Linked DNA regions of Oryzias latipes: region 2 is linked to region 1. A link is a contact called in public Hi-C data. All regions are on one chromosome and are shown on one strand. The core of a region is the stretch at or near the end of the contact, and the rest is flanking DNA. Distances in the headings are between cores, read along the strand shown.

Region 1 (3,474 bases), core at 250-2,749:
GACTGGACCCGATCCACTCCTGATGTTGTCCTTCTATTTGGACAACTGAAACATTGTTCATTGGCCCATGGTTAACTTTTTTTTGACTGAAGTTTTTCAGCAAAAAAGCTACGTACTGGTTTATCATTTTGCACAGCGGCAAAGTAACCCCAGACTAACAAGGAATCTGAATTCACAGAAGGCATCTTAGCTAAAGGGGAGTTTAGTTGAAGAAGACAAAGAAAAGCTTTCCAAACAAGGATTTCCTCTTCCTTTCTAATGAGGCTTTTTGGACACCAAACAAGAACAAATCTGTAGATCCTTGCACATAAAGTAGACTTTCCTAATTAAATATTTCTACATTTGTATAGCAAACACAGTCAGGATTAGCAGAATTAATGCTGGATGTAGCAATCACTGGTAATCTGATCTACGATGTGTGACCAAAGGCAAGAAGAACACAAAGAAGGTTCAATCCCAGGTGGCAGGGATAAAAACGTCTCTCTGAAGGTCAACCCTACTGCATCATAGACAGTTTTAGCACACGCTGGCAAGTGATACACGGAATATTCCAGTTATCATTGCTCTTCTGCAATGGAATTAATCACAGAGCACATCTGGAGACCCTCAATGATAAAGTCAATGTGGGCAGTACAAAAAATGCTTTATTGATTCCTATTTTTCATAGTCATGAAACAAAATGAAAAAGAAAAATCTGGTTAAAGATTAAGAGATTATACATTATGCTAAACCATTATGAAAGATGAAAGAAGTTGGACCCCTTACGTTCATTTTGCATTAATTTTTAGATCCTGATATGTCTAAGGATACAAGTGACTGGTGGCATAGAGAAGAAACCCCACTGTCCACATCACAAGAAAGGTTGAAACTGCCACAAAGTCTGAAAAGTGCGCTGAACATGGGAAGCAAAAGCTTGGATGTTCACATGAGCATTGAACAGACTTTATAGCCCTGACAGCAGCCTGGAAAATGCTTGAAGTCTGCTGCGCTGGCCGCTAGAGAGCGACGGGAGGCAGGAGAGTGCGCGTAAAGAGGCGCAGCGGGCCTCAGCTGCCACTGTTCAATTGAGCTATTAAATCACTTAAGTGCGCACAAATGAGAAAAATTCACACTACTGTGCAGTCTTTGAAATCCAAACTGTCCTAGGAAATTTGTTTTTGCTCTTAAAACTATTGTTTGATAACCCACAAGTCTAAAATTGCACACGGTAAGACAATGTACCCAAAACAATCATTAAGAAAGTTCAAATAATAATTGGGGTTTCTCTGTGGTTGCAGAATCCAACAGCTCCTCATAAGAAGTAGTTTTGACACAAATGTAACAAATTTGAAATAAAGAGCAAACATTAAAGAATAAAATCTCTCACTTGTATGACCTCACTCAGGCAGCGTGCTACTTACATTTATGCTGCGGGTGCCTGGAGCTGCTGTGCGGCTGACAACCAGTGAAATCCATGCAGTGCAAGATGATCAAAACAAAGGAGATGACTTGTAATTGCATAGTAGCCCAAAGGTGAGACTTGTAAAGCCAATGTCAATGTTCACCGAAACACTTTCTTTCACTTTTTCCTCGCCCCAGACAGAGGCAGAAGCTGGAGTGTGGATAATTCCTACACGAAACAGGACGCCCAACTATGTGGTGTTATGTGGTGGTGGTAGTGTACGGTGGCCCAATGATGCCTGGGCCGCTTAGACTGTAACATCCTGTATGGGGTCCACATATGGGCCAAAAAAGCCGGACTGCGTCAGGGATCCGTTATCCACGCAGTGATGAAGACTATTCCCTTGGAAAAACATCCACACGTCTCAAAAAGGAGGACTGTCATCTGTTGCGCGCCAGGGAGAGATAATTAAAGAAGAAAAGATGATATCAAAGCATGCCCGCAGGGGTTCTCAAGAACTCGGGGGTAATAAATCCATTTTTCAGAACTCCAGAACTCTTCCGCTCGTGTCTCAGCGGAGATGCGCCGTGCGTCCCGGTGCGCCTGGATGATACGCCGAGCGCGCAGAGGGTCTCGCCTTCACCTCAGCATCCACTGAAGCAACCATGCGCGCACACTCAGAAAGTGAAAGCCAACACAGGATCGAAAAGTTTCATTAAACTGTAAAATGTGTTTCCTTCTCTCACAGGCGCGCCTCCCTCTGCTCGCTGCAGCTGAACCGATGTGAATCTCCGCAGTTTCAGCGCCTTTCTGCTTTGCGTGCCGGACCCATTTACCCCCCCCCCCCCCCCCCCCTGCCCCCCTCTCCCGTCCCGCTGATGACTTCAGCCCCTCCACTGCCCCCCTCCCCTATGAGCTATGAGCTTTAAAGTTTATTTAGAGGGCACCCCCACCCTATCCACCCCCCTCGTCAGAGACAGAGGGAGACATGCTGAAGTTATTTCAGCGAGGGCTCAGACGTGTACTGTGCTTCTCTATGATTCCCTTTTGGATTTTCAATAGAAAGCGCATCCTCTAACATGATGAGTCCAATGCAAAAATAAACAAATAAATAAAAAAATAAATAAATACATTGTAACCCTTGTGCTATCTTAGATGACCCCACCCTTACATTGACGTGTTCTTCCTACCATTACAAAGGTGGAAAGATTTCATGTAATCAAAGACACCAGTGAAGATCACAAATCATTGAATAAAACAGGTTCAGTGCACTGTCTAGTGGGTCTAGATGACCCAACTACCGACGTTAAAGTGACTAGGATAGCACAAGGGTTACAAAATGGATGGACGTGTAATTTTTTTCTTTTGTTTAAGATGGCAGGAGTTTAATGCTGAGGGGAATGAGTGCCCCCTTTGAAAAGGCTCCAGAAAACAGCCACATCAACCGAATCAAGGAAGAGGATTTTTCTTTAGTTTTAGTTCAAATAACAACAACAATAATAAACTTTTCTATTTTATGTCTAGACACTTGAGACTTTTAAGATCAATTTATTATCAGCAACTGGACCTATTTTTAAAAATTGTTTAGTTACATTTCCCTCTAAATCTTGCTTCCTGACCAAAATCTTTGACATAAACAGAGTGATCAAAGCCAAAATCCCCCAAATTTCCCCTTTTACATCGAAGAGAATAGGATGGCTTTGGTGGTAAAGGAGGAAATCTTTATTAAACTCAACGTTATCTCACGCTATCACCTCTAGAGGGAGTTATTTCCATAAAAGCATGGCAAAACGGTTGCGTTCTCAACATTTTAGCTGGGTACCAGTAAGATTAAAGACAGCCTCAGCACTTGACCTCTCTCTGATGAGTAAAAATGAAATGTTGTTATAAAAGAATAACATTTAGGATGCATTACCTCCCAGAGTATCTCACATCAAGGAAACATAAATACAGTGTCAGTCCTAGTTCGGATAACACAGTTGCAGACAATGTGGTGATAAATGTTCTCGTTAGAAAAGCTGCCCCCTGGTTTGGTGAACTGCAGCCTGGGGAGACCACAGCAGGTCGTGGAGAGCGGGGCTGAAGCCTCATTT
Region 2 (3,645 bases), core at 40-2,539, 150 kb after region 1:
TTTGTTGCACAACCTTTTGAGGCAAACACTGCAATTAAATAAAGTTGACTTGACATTTGCAAAAAAGCATGTTAAAAAGCCACAAAGCTTCTGGGAAGATGTCCTTTGGACAGATGAGACAAAACTGGAGCTTTTTGGTAAGGCACATCAGCTCTATGTTGGTAGACTCAAAAATGAAGTATACAACGAAAAGAACACTGTCCCTACTGTGAAACATGGAGGAGGCTCCGTTCTGTTTTGGGGCTGCTTTGCTGCATCTGCCACAGGGTGTCTTGAAGTTGTGCAAGGTCAAATGAAATCTCCACATTATCAAGGCATTCTGGGTAGAAATGTGCTGCCTAGTGTCAGAAAGCTTGGTCTCAGTCGCAGGTCATGGGTCTTCCAACAGGACAACGATCCAAAACACACAGCCAAAAATCCCAAGAATGGCTCAGAGAAAAGCGTTGGACTATTCTGAAGTTGCCTTCTATGAGCCCAGATCTGAATCCCATTGAACATCTGTGGAAGGAGCTGAAACATGCCATTTGGAGAAGACACCCGTCAAACCTGAGACAACTGGAGCAGTTTGCTCATGAGGAGTGGGCCAAAATACCTGTGGACAGGTGCAGAAGGTTCATTGACAAATACAGAAACTGTTTAATTGCAGTGATTGCCTCAAAGGTTGTGCAACAAAACATTAAGTTATGGGTACCATCATTTTTGTCCAGCCCTATTTAATTCGTTTTTTTTTTTTTTTAAATAATCCTGTTAATCAACAACTCAAAAGTAATGGCTGATTTCAATTATTTAATTTTCAATTTTAATTTGTTACTTTTGAGCATTACAGGTCATTTCAGTGAGCATTGTGGACTTTCTTTCTTTTCACTGAGGGATACCAACCAACAACTTTGTCCACCACTGTAGATTTGTTACCACAATAAAGTGGGAGAAGAATTCAGTAAGAAGGGGGCCAGAGATTTTCAACCTGAAAACTGTTTAAACTAGCAAATGCGTTCAATTTTAATCACTGTCAGCAGTTGTCACTTCATGATTGAGGCATAAAAATGGGCTGCATTTCTACTGTTTAACAAACAAGCTAAAGCTAACACTAGCACAGTAAAAAGAAAATGAAAGAGAATAGTAGGTGGTTTACGAAAGAATACCAAATTAAACATTTAAACTAACGGCTAAAGCAACACCGACAAGTAAAAAATAACAAATATTTACCGGTAACCTGAAATCCACATTATCGTGTGCAAGATGTATTAAATACCGGAGGCGTGAACTGCTACAGGGGGTAGCCATCTTTGTTGTACCTCATAACATATCCGGCTGGAAACTCGGTCCTGACGAAACGTACCGCTTAGACGAAAATTACATAGAACACATAAACATGTATAATTTCAAAAGTAAAAAAAAAAATAAGGTAAAATAAAACACTAAATAATCTTGACATCGTGGCTTTCTCAGTTTGTTAATCTGTGAAATTGTTATTTTTTTAATGTTTGCCCCATGGACCCCGCCCCCCATAGAATGAAAGCAACTGCTCCAATTTCTTGAGCATGTTAGTTTATTGTCTTACTTTGCGTGGAATAAATGTGAAGAGTATATGCTGACATTAATCTGCTTTGCTTCAGTGACACCTACTCAAGCTCCTCCTTCTAGACAGTGATTGGCTCGCTATTCAAACACTTCCACGCTATTGGTCGATAAACATGCCAATCAGCGTGACTTAGCTTGGCGCTTCATAAGCATTCTGCACTCCTGCCATTGTCAGCAAAGCTGCTGGCTCCATTAAACGCGCTGAGTTGTAACAGTGTAATCAGAAATTGCTGCATTTTGGCTGCAAAATGACGAGTCACTTTTGGTGAAGGAAAGTGAACAAATGAGTCAGCTACATGTAAGTTTAGTTTTTTTTTCTTTACTTTAAATGTGGCAATTAACAGAATGCGTTTGTTTTAGTCCCAATCAATGATCACTTAGATTTAGACCTAAGAAAGAGGGGAAAAAACATTTAGTTGCATTTAGAATGATAATAAAAATGCTCTTGTACACAGAAATGACTGGACTCATGGGAGGGGACCACCATGGAGCCTGAGGGGGACCTTTGTGCTCCTGCTCAGTCCAGTGATTCTGCTGCAGAGCACAGTGTTTCTGTCAAAGGCCTCAAAGAGAACTGGCAGAGGTGGTCCAGTGAGCGGCAGGACTACCAGAAGCACAATCCCTTCAGCCATCACACCACACCCGACGGGACAGTTCATCAGAGGGGACAGGAGGATTATGGGAGACCCCTGCAGGGATCCCTGACGGAGCAGCGTGGCAGGGATGCTCAAACGCTCATCAGCAGAGAGGTCCAGGAGCTCTGCCAGGTGATTCGGAGCATCGGAGAGCTGAAGGAAAGAGACGGAACTGGGACGGTCATTACAGTGGAATTTGGGAAGCTGTTTGAGCATTATGTGACTATCTCTAATAAACTGGTGGGAATTCTTTTACGCGCCAGGAAGCAAAGACTGGTACACTTTGAGGGAGAGATGCTTTGGCAGGGGAAGGACGATCATGTAGTTATCACTCTGGAACAATGACCTAGAAAACTCCAATAGGAGAGGATGCCTTTGTTTACATTATAATATCATTTCTATTAACAGATAGCTCAGGAAAACAAACTAAAATCTAGCTGCTATTTAAAATATAAACTAATCTTCACTAGTGAAGTACATCTTAAACACTATTGTGTGTCGGTTTTTGTGCAGTGACAGTGCGAGTATGGAGCCGCCAAAGAACCCCCACAGTGAACACGGACCTGTCTGTGACAGGCGGTCTGGTGCTATAGCATGAACTCCATCCGACTCCTCTGGAGGCATAAGTCACACAAGAGAGATCTCAGAAACAACAGACATCATCTCGCTATTTTGTTTGTTGTCATTAAACTTCATGAACATGTGAAACCAACCAATGCTTTATTTAAACTTGTACTGTAGGTCAAAACTGGCTTAAACAACAAAGCCTGTTGAAATAGTGAAACCAAAGCCGTCGTTTCATGTAACTGAAGATGTCAGCACCAGATGATGTAATTAAACTCCGGAGAGGAGAGGTGGCTGTCCATAAACGTAAAGAGCAGCAGCCATATTTATACTATAAATTCTATTACGCATTCATTTGATCACATTCTCCATGAAAATGTGACGCTAACATGTTTTCAGAAATGAAGGCTTATCCTTTAAAATAAAAGCAATGTTTGACGAGCTTTTAACATGCTGTTAGTCAGAGGAGTTTCTCCAAGTTTAAACATCTCCCATGATTTATCACTCGTTTTAACATTTCCACAGTGTGTAGGCAATTTATCATCTTATTCAGCATTGCAGTTAATTAAAAATATATTTTCATTTACAATATTTTGTCAACTCCTACATTTTAACACACAGTAGGCACTATTGTGTGAAAGTCCCTATTCAGTAAAAGAGCTTAAATTAAATGTAAAAAAAAAAAAAAGTGAAATATGTCAATAATCAGATGCAGATGACTTAAAAGAGTACTACCTCAATGTCCTGCATTCTACTTAAGCTCCTGTTGTGTGGCACTTTACATCTAGGGTCTGTGGATTTTTTTTTTCCCAGCATGCTCTAAGGCTTTAAGGACCAGCCCAACAAATATAGAATTTCCAAAACT

Evidence for each region. A called contact is a pair of places that touch in the nucleus more often than the background predicts.
Region 2: a Hi-C map of fibroblasts shows a contact between it and region 1, with 3 times the contacts expected there. The contact joins the promoter of trmt11 here to the promoter of rspo3 in region 1. A contact is called at or near these places in 2 of 5 Hi-C or Micro-C datasets (embryo and fibroblasts).

Annotation. Positions count from the first base shown.
Region 1 is chr16:14,061,082-14,064,555 of ASM223467v1, forward strand. It overlaps rspo3 (R-spondin 3), which reads right to left and starts at 1,500. Exons shown (of 6, transcript NM_001252249.1): 1 at 1,401-1,500. The coding sequence starts at 1,500.
Region 2 is chr16:14,206,970-14,210,614 of ASM223467v1, forward strand. It overlaps trmt11 (tRNA (guanine(10)-N2)-methyltransferase homolog), which reads right to left and starts at 1,290. Exons shown (of 13, transcript XM_004077776.3): 1 at 1,207-1,290. The coding sequence starts at 1,284.